2 separate regions of the Pelodiscus sinensis genome follow, and region 2 is linked to region 1. A link is a contact called in public Hi-C data. All regions are on one chromosome and are shown on one strand. Each heading gives the region's core, a stretch centred on a gene start, on an enhancer-like site or on the middle of the called end of the contact. The rest is flanking DNA. Distances are from core to core; before and after follow the strand shown.

Region 1 (4,309 bases), core at 982-3,481:
GAAAACTAGTCTATTCATGCTGCATGGAGACTAATTACCCAAAGAAAGAATCTGTTCAGGGAACTGTCAACAATGACTTAGTGATGGCATGATCATTGAAGGTGGGGGGGGGGGGAGATTTCAGAGCTTCCAAAATCAGTGCAGTTTCTCCTTCATAACGTGCCAGGCCTTAGCCAAGTATCAGTTCCATATCACTCTCTCACTTACACATCACTTCACAACCTGGGGTGTGGTGTCACCAATGGAGAATGAAGTACCATAATCATGTGTTATTCCTAATAAACTGAAAAATAGGAAAAGAACTTGCAGAAAAGGAAAATTCTAAGAGACAAAGCATTATAAATGGAAATGGTGTTTCACTAGTGGCAATATGGAAGGTGCAATGAATATGAAAGTTAAGCACCATATCTATAGCAATAACTTTCTTTGGGTATTTTTTAAAGGTATAAGTGTAATCGTTTCCATACAGTGTACATCATGTAAAGCAGAAGAAAATTTAACATAAGTGGAGTTACATCAGATTTGTAGCTTGTCAGAGAAGAATTTGTCTCTCTAGGTCTTAGGGTAATAAAAGCCACTCTGATAATTCTTTAATTACAAATTCTTCAATCATTCTTTAACCATAATTTATTCTCCAAAAGAAATAAGAAAGTTATATATAATGGAATAGAGTTAATCTTCTGTTAGTGGACCAAATTCTAAATGTCTTGAATATCTGCCTTTCATAATGATAGCAGTGAAAGTTTCAGGTGCTTAGCATCCCTCAGGATCTAGCTCAGTTCTTAGTTGGGCACTGATGAAAGCAGGAGTGTCACCTAAATAGTGGCTGGAGTCCCAAAGGAGTAAATCCCCTATAATTATCATGTTAGTCAAAGAACATAGCAGTGGTCACCACATCTCAGGATCAAGTCATAAGTTGTGATCCTTCAAGGTGAGCAGACACTCAGAACTTCACAGGATCCAACCTTGAGGAAGGTCTTCAGGATTGGGCCCAGTTAGCTTAAAAGAAAACTAGTGCCCTTGCTGAAGAAGGCTTAAAACATGTAAGACAGTTGGGTCAGGAAAGGGTGTATTCAACCACGACCACATCTGCTTTTCTTTCACAACACTGGGTTCAAAAATAAAATAGTTAAGAAGCTGCTCATTACAAGAAATCATTATTACAATTAAACAAACATGGAACATGCCACTACTAACTAATTTAGACCCTAATTCAACAGAGAACTTTAATGCATGCTTAACTGTAAAAATGTGAGTAGTTCTACAATGTTCTTACAATGGGACTACCCTTAAAATTAGGCATGTGTTTAAGTACCTTCATAAATCAAAGCCCCACTGCTTTATTTGATTCACAAATAACATCAATAACTAGTTATTTCTCAAGGAGGGCAATAAAAAATGAGCATAACTGTCCAAAAAAAGGCAATGTTTACTTTTAAACAAAAGAACACTTTTGAAATATTAAATAAAGAAAGGTTATAATATCCAAGCCACTCCAACCCAACTAAAAAATAGTGATATAAATTAATGATTTACTCTGGGTTTATATATCTGTTTGCTTTGGTATTCATAAAAATGCACTGTTTCCTTAGCGACCTGAACATCATACATAATTTAGTCTATCCTTGATCTAAAGTACACCCTCTTAAGGAAATGCATACAGTTTCTCAAGAGAACACTTTTCCCTTTCTCATTGTTTATAAAGGAGGAAATAATGAATTGGTTTGTCCTGAATAGGTCATTTTTGATCTTTTCTTTTCTCCCCATTACTAATGATACCTGAAATTTAAACACTCATCAACATCTTACTCAATCACCCAATTCACAGGACGCTTCTAACAATGCCCTCAGTCTTAACAGAGAAGCACCAAATTTACTCATTTTATCTTGAAATATCATCCACCGCTTTCCAACAAATTCATTAAGCTACAAAAGACTAGTTTCTGCCTCTCTACCCCCATCTTCCTTTTAAACAGAGCCTGATTCTCCACCACCTTGTGTGTTGTAGGCTCATTTACACATGTGCAAAAATGCATACTCCGATATGGTAGCTTTTTACACTGACTTAGCACTCACATGACTGGATTCACAGATGTTTCGTGGTCCCCTTTGTGCTGGTGTATATGGAGGAAGGAGGGTATGTTTGCAAAGCAGTTGCATGGCCACTTTCCCAGCTTCTCCAATACCTTGGCAGAAGATGACTTTTACGGGAACTATGAACCCAGTCCTCTACCCCTCCCTTCATTGCAAAATAATCTTGTTCAAACAAGTCAGAGTTGTGGGGAAAGCAGCTCAGATATTCTTAAATCCTGACAGGTCTGCACCACAGCGAACTCCCAGAGAGACCATTGTAGCAGGAGCACAAATTAAGGCTGCCATGAGGAAGCAAAATCACTTCTCTTCTTTCCCTGTCTGCGATAGTATCGACATGGGCATGAACATCAGGAATGAGCATATGTGCGAATGGCAGTACAAGGTAGAAAGCACTGGAGAGTCAGGGCCCCAGCGAATGTAGTGTTCCTGAGAAATGATGGATGGATAGCCCTGGAAACTCCCCTCAGCAGATACAGCTCAAGCATGAACTTCCTTACACTATTCTGCAGGATCAAAAACAGCAAGGAGACTTGTCAAACAATGTGGTTTACATGGCAAATAAAAGTGTGTGCCAGATGATGTTTTAAATAAAAAAAATTCTTGATATAGATGCACAATAAACAAATAAACACAGGCTTAACCTCAGAATCATTATAGACATATTCAATATAACTTATTTACATCACAATCTTTGCTGATCACCTAGGGTATGTCTACACTGCATTCTTATTTTGAAATAAGCTATTCTGGAACAGTTATTCTGAAATAACTTACTTCGAAAAAGCACATCTACACTGCAGGGAAGTCTCAAAATTAGACCGAGGAAGGCTTCCCTAATGTAGACATGCTATCTCAATTTAGAACCCTAGGAGACACTGGGAAAGAATAACTTAGAACGGTCCTGGTGAGGGGCTATTTTGAAATAGCAGCACTGGAGCTTCTACACATGCCATATTTCAAAATAGCTATTTTGGAATAGGCATTATTCCTTGCAGAATGAGGTTTACAGATTTCAGAATAAGCTGTCCATTAACAGAATGGCTGTGTAGGTGCTCTCATTGTTATTTCAAAATAACGCTAGTTATCTCGAAATAACAGTGCAGTGCAGGCGCACCCCTATTGATCTCTCGCTTCCAAAGAAGTGAATTTAATATAATCTGGTTCTTCGTCTATTAGGCCATTTTTTTGCAAAAGTCACAGTCAGACCTTTTCAGTCATTTCATTGTGTCATTTTACCTAAACAGTATTTTAATTTGCTCTATTGCAGGCCAAGCGTCTCACAAAGAGGAAAATATTTTTACAGACCTACTAGGAGTCAGTAAAAGGAGGTGCGACAGACTGACATTTCCTACAAGATCTTGAATGGATGCTTTTGAATTAGGCATTTAAGTTAATATCTTTAGCAGGGAAAAATGCTACTGTTTAGGCATTGCATGTTTTCCATGGGAACAGTGTTTAGGAGAACAATGGGGCTGATTAGGTACATTGGTTCCAGCTGTAACAAAACTACTCGCTCCATCTCATCCCCTGGAAAAGTGTGCATAAAGGGGTTTTAGATAAATATTCTGGTTTTAAGATGGCTCTGGGCCTTCCTGATCCCGCAAAGTCTATGTCTAGACTGCAGGCTTCTTTCAGAAGAAGCTTTTTTTCAGAAGAGAAACTTATTCGAAAAAGGGATGCACTTTTTTGAAAGAAAGCGTCCACACTGATTAGACGCTCTCTCGCATAAAAGGCCATCCAGAACCACTTCAGCCAGGGCTTTAGGTCACCAGTTGCTTCCAAGTGCTGGTACCTGAGCCTTGCAGAGACACATGCTTAAAGGGATCCCCCTGGACAGCTGTTCCTCTGCTTCTGCTGCGTGCTTGCTACCTCTTCGAGCGACAGCAAAGCTCTCGCAGTGCCTTCTGTGGTTGCCCTGTTTTGTTTTTGGATGCCACAGCTTTGTTCTTTGTGCCATGGAGCCGGAGGTGCCCCTGGGCATGCAATGGCTCCACACGGCCGTGCTGCAGTTTTTGCAGCACTTTTTGCCAGCTGCCTTCCTGGTCCTGCATGAACTTGACCCCAAGCTCATTCTGGGGACCGTCTCCCTGGGTTCAGGAGCTATATTCTTCAATCAAAACCCACTGTGGAGAGGTGTTTCTGGAGGATGGACACCAGTTCCAACTGGTGGGACTGGCTGTTCATGGAGCGGCGGGACGACCAGCAGTGGCTCCAA
Region 2 (4,700 bases), core at 1,439-3,938, 390 kb before region 1:
CCCGCGGATTTCCTTACGACGACTGCTGAAATTTACATGCCCCTTCCGGAAAAGGGGCCAGTGTAGACGTAGCCCATCTGTACACAGTATTCAAGATGTGGGCGTACCATAGTTTTATACAGGGGCAGTAAGATATTCTGGGTCTTATTTTCTATCCCTTTCTTAATAATTCCTAACATTCTATTTGCCTTCTTGACCAACACAGCACACTGCAGTGAAGACATAGCCTGAGGGTTCTAGGAGTCGGAGTAAGAAATCCTCCAGCTTGACAATATTTTGACATTATTTTGAAATAACTGCCTGCTGTGAAGACATGGACTAAGTTATTTTGAAACAAGGCTCCTTATTTTGAAATTATGTTGCTGGGTAGACGTACCCTAAAGTGCTGCAAGACTGTTGGTTGTTTTTTAAGTTTCTCTGTTGGAAAGTCACCGCTTCCCGCGCTATAACCCCTGAGGAACCATTCTCAAATCTACAGGCCCATATGTCCCCAGCGATCAGCCAGGCTCCCATCCAAGACGATTTTAAAACCCCGCCTTTCACTGCATGTCCCATTTGCCCGCCCAGCACTGAGTGCGGGGAGTGGGCGTGCAGTGGGGTATCTAGGGAGAAGAACAGTTGCTCCCCTTACTTACACTGGATAATGAGCCTTCTTGGTCCATGCACAGCTTCAGCAAAAATCGCAGACAAAAAGGTGTCAAGAGTGTGGGGAGCTACGCAGGAGAGAAAGTCGCGGGCTTATTCTCTGGCCTCTGTTCTCTTCTTGGTATAACAACACACAGAGGCGCTGTTTATAGACAACTTGTCAGCACCAAGGCTGCGGCGCTGAACGCTGCCTTCCTCTAGGTGGCAGTGCTATCCCATAGCTCTCAGACTCGGGCCGGTGAAAAGCAGAATGTGTCTCATTTCCATGGGGGGGGGGGCGACGAGCACCCAACCCAACCTCTGCCCCCCCGCCCCTACGGCTGCTAAACGCATTTTGACGGGTTAGGAAACCGAAATCTTGTGAGCTATCTACTTTCAGCATCTCCGCTCCTGCCACAGTCCGCTGACGGTCTAAATTACCTTTTTCAGTCAGCCCTGGTTGTTCTGGAAAACTTGCTAACTGTGTCTGTCCAAGCAAGGAAGGGACATTTGCATCTCCAGTATGGACCACCCATCTACCCGAGGGCTCCAGAACATGCCCAGCAGAAAGGCTAGGTCTAAATCCGTGTGTGTGTGTGTGTGTGTGTGTGTGTGTGTGTGTGTGTGTGTGTGTGTGTGTGTGTGTGTGTGTGTGTGTGTGTGTGTGTGTAATTACAACTCTGTTCTGAAAAGCTCTGACAATTACAAAACCTGGGAGAAAGGGTGGTGCAGACTGAAGGATGTTTTCCTAACAATTCTTGGTTGAAGATTTGAGGGTCTGAGCGATCAGCAGTGTGGATCAGAATACGAAAACTGTTTTACCCGCATGTGTTTTCAAAGAGGCGTCTGTGGTCACCTTTGTGAGAACAAGTACTGAAACCAGTTACAGTGAGCATGGCAGAAAATCAGTAAGGACAAGATTGCCCAAGATATTAAAAACAGCATTAAAAGAAATGATCGCAGATAAGGAAATACGTGCAAGAAGCTACCTGGGGAGGACTGGTTGCCTATAAACATTCAGGTGGTTGCTTATTAAAGAATAAAACGTGAGGCTTTCCTGGGGGAAAGACGGAATAGTTTCACTGAGCAGCAGCGAGGGATAATTGAGCTTAATCCTGGAAAAAAAACGTTAGGCTCACTCACTGTCTGACTGGTTTCTCCCTCACTCCACACGAGCTAGAGAAATATAGAAAATCAACACCACTGCACGGTTTTCTTGTTTCACTTTGCTCCATTTCTGTGGTCATTTTGTTAGCACCTTGCTGCTCATGCCTCCTCTAAAACTGATGTTCTTATACAGGGGCAGCTCTCCGAGAGTTTTAACGAGAGCTGCCAAGTGGGTGCATGAATGAAGTTACCATTGATTGTGACTCAGGGCACGAAAACCCAGAGCTTCTTAGCTAGTTAATGTTTCGGGTCACCTCGAAAACGATGTACAGTTTGGCAGCATATGCAAGCAGCGCAGACTGATGCATTTACAAAAATGCTTTATCAGTCAAAGGAAGATGGTTTACAATTAGTTCTGTGTTCACTCTCTGCTCTTGTTTACATTTGTATCGGTATGTGTGTCTCTGTTTCGCTTTGGAAAGTGCAGACAGGTTTAACATATGCGCATGTGTGTGTATGCATAGGTGTGTGTATGGATATCTTAAACACACAGCTGAGTGTGTATGTGAGTTATTTATATATGCACATGCCTACAGATACAGGCATAGAGACAAATACACATATATTACAGTATATCAGACCAGCCATTCCCACAGATTGTAAATCGAACAGATCTAAAAATTAGTGAGATTAAATAACTCGACGCCTACATAGGCTTGCGTATCAATGACTGAACATACGTTGCGAAGTATTCATCTCTATGCACCCTGAGACAAACCGAACTGGCTAACTGAAACCTCACTGCGAAACAGGGAAATGTTTAAAGGAGGAGAATGCTTTCTGGTTTTGCAAGACTGTATATAGCTACCACCCCATTCAGTGATGGGCGTGTCAGCCGGTACACACATATTCAGGTGTCTAGACACACTCTCTATTGTATAACATCTACACAGATACGGAAGAGCTGGCTTTCTCGGATATTTTTAAAACGCACGCTTCTTCCATCTGTTATGCGAAATAAATAAACAAGCAAGCCACCCTGCTCTGCGAGAGACAAATGCTTTAGTGAATGCTTTATTGCATTGCATCTGTGTGTGGAGAGATGAGATGCGGTAGATTCTGAAACACATGGGGTGGGGACAGGAGGGGAGGAGAAAGAGAGAGAGTGAAAGTGTGAGTGAAAGAGATCCTCCTCCTACCTGGAGCCACAGCTTGCAAGATACGTAGTGTCACCTGGGGAAGTCAGAACAAGTAAAAACACATTGAACTTGAGGGCGCTATAAGGTAGTTGATCAAGATTAGAGCTTGCTCATTTTCTCCCCCAGACTGTCCTGGGTTTTTGTTTTGACTTTTTGAGAAACTCTTTCTGCCCCCTTTTCCTCCCCAGTATCAGAGTCAGTTTTGGTCACCATGGTTTTAGAAAAAAAATCTTGTCTGAACGTTGTCGAGTTTTTAACACAGTTCGACCGGCTCAGTTTTTGGGTAGCCTCCGAAATGCTCTTGACTGGGATTTAATCGGCAGAGATCAGTTCTACTTTTTGTGCATTTTTATGGCTCAGTCCATTCTCTAGATCATGCACAGAAACTTTCGCAAGTGGATTTTCTACGTGTTTCTATGCTTTGGAGTCATCTATGTCAAATTAGGGTAAGTCAAGTGTTTGTGCACAGTAATGCTCTGCTTTGGGGATCAAATCTGTGGGCAAAATATAGTGCCAGAAATGTGTAACGTTTGTCTCTCCTTGCCTGTGAAGAAGGATTGAAGGTTCCCATTCATCCGCAAACAAAAAAAGGGAGAACGTGTATTTCTGTTAAGTGCTTTTTTTGTGAATCGCATCAGACCGTCCCTGCTTTAAAGGAGAGCGAAAGATAGAAGCGACAGTAACTTTCAGACTCCAGGGACCAGCCGGGCTGTGAGGAGGGATTCTTTTATTTCGTACTATTTAATCGAGTCTAAATATTATCTCTGGCACACAAGCCCCGTCCCTCAGAAATCTGACGGAGCGAGCCCAGCTCCTGTGATGAGACAATAGAGTTTAAATAGTCGACAGAAAAGGAGGAGGGGGAGAGGAGGAATCCCTGGTCTGAACCTGCTCGCGGGGAATTTTTTTTAAATGCAGGCCTAGACACCATTTGCCTTTCTATCCATCACCCGGACGTGTTGAAATTAACTTGACAACTGGTCCGTCTACCTCCCTGATAAAACAACCCCGGCCCACCCCAGAAACGAAGAGCAGCCGCGCAGCTGATTGACTCTGCAGCCCCGCCAGGCCACGTTTCAGCTGGGCGACTGGGAAGCCAAATCTGCGCTTTGTTGTTTGACCACAGCGATCTAGATCGCTATGTTATTTGAGTTGCCAAGTTTCCCTCGCTCGCTCTCGCTCACCTGGAGAGCCTTATGAATATCGCTCTCGCAGGAGGCTGACTTGAGTTGTATTTCCACATTCCTGAGTCCCAGCCGAGTTCCTACCTGTCGAGCTGCAGCCTCTTAAAAGAGCCTGCCTTAGCATAGCTGCGGGATTTTTTTTTAAGTGATCAAGAATGCATAAGGTGAGTTGTAATCTGAAAATTCTTGCTTCTCGGCTTGAAATCAATGGCGGTGGGGGGGGGAGAGAGCTGGGAGGCGCTGCTGCTGCAATTATATTAAATTGAGGATAATTACACTCAGCGCAGGCAGAAACACTCAGCCATACGTCGCTCCACACGCGGTGCAGAGTGCCTACTGGTAATAGACGAGCGATGAGCTCCCAGCCCCGTCCGCCTCTAGCCAAGCCAGGATGTGAGCGAGCTTTGGAGCACACGCTGCCTCAGGTAGCCCTCGCCCTCCTCTTCCTTTGAGAGTGACTTTTTAAACAGGGCCACAACACCCAACATGCTACTGAGCAGCGCGCCCTGCAAGCGGCGCAGCTCCAGAAAGTGGTGCAGTCCCTTGCAGGGCAGAGACCAGAAGTCCCAGCCCGAGGTAGATGGTA

Evidence for each region. Hi-C and Micro-C count contacts between places; a contact is called where the count stands out from the background.
Region 2: a Hi-C map of liver shows a contact between it and region 1, with 6 times the contacts expected there. The contact joins the promoter of WNT7B here to the promoter of ATXN10 in region 1. A contact is called at or near these places in 2 of 5 Hi-C or Micro-C datasets (liver and an unstated tissue).

Annotation. Positions count from the first base shown.
Region 1 is chr1:124,139,601-124,143,909 of ASM4963464v1, reverse strand. ATXN10 (ataxin 10) reads right to left here and starts at 2,231. Exons shown (of 11, transcript XM_006127756.4): 1 at 2,077-2,231.
Region 2 is chr1:124,526,473-124,531,172 of ASM4963464v1, reverse strand. WNT7B (Wnt family member 7B) reads left to right here and starts at 2,688. Exons shown (of 5, transcript XM_075900022.1): 1 at 2,688-3,376.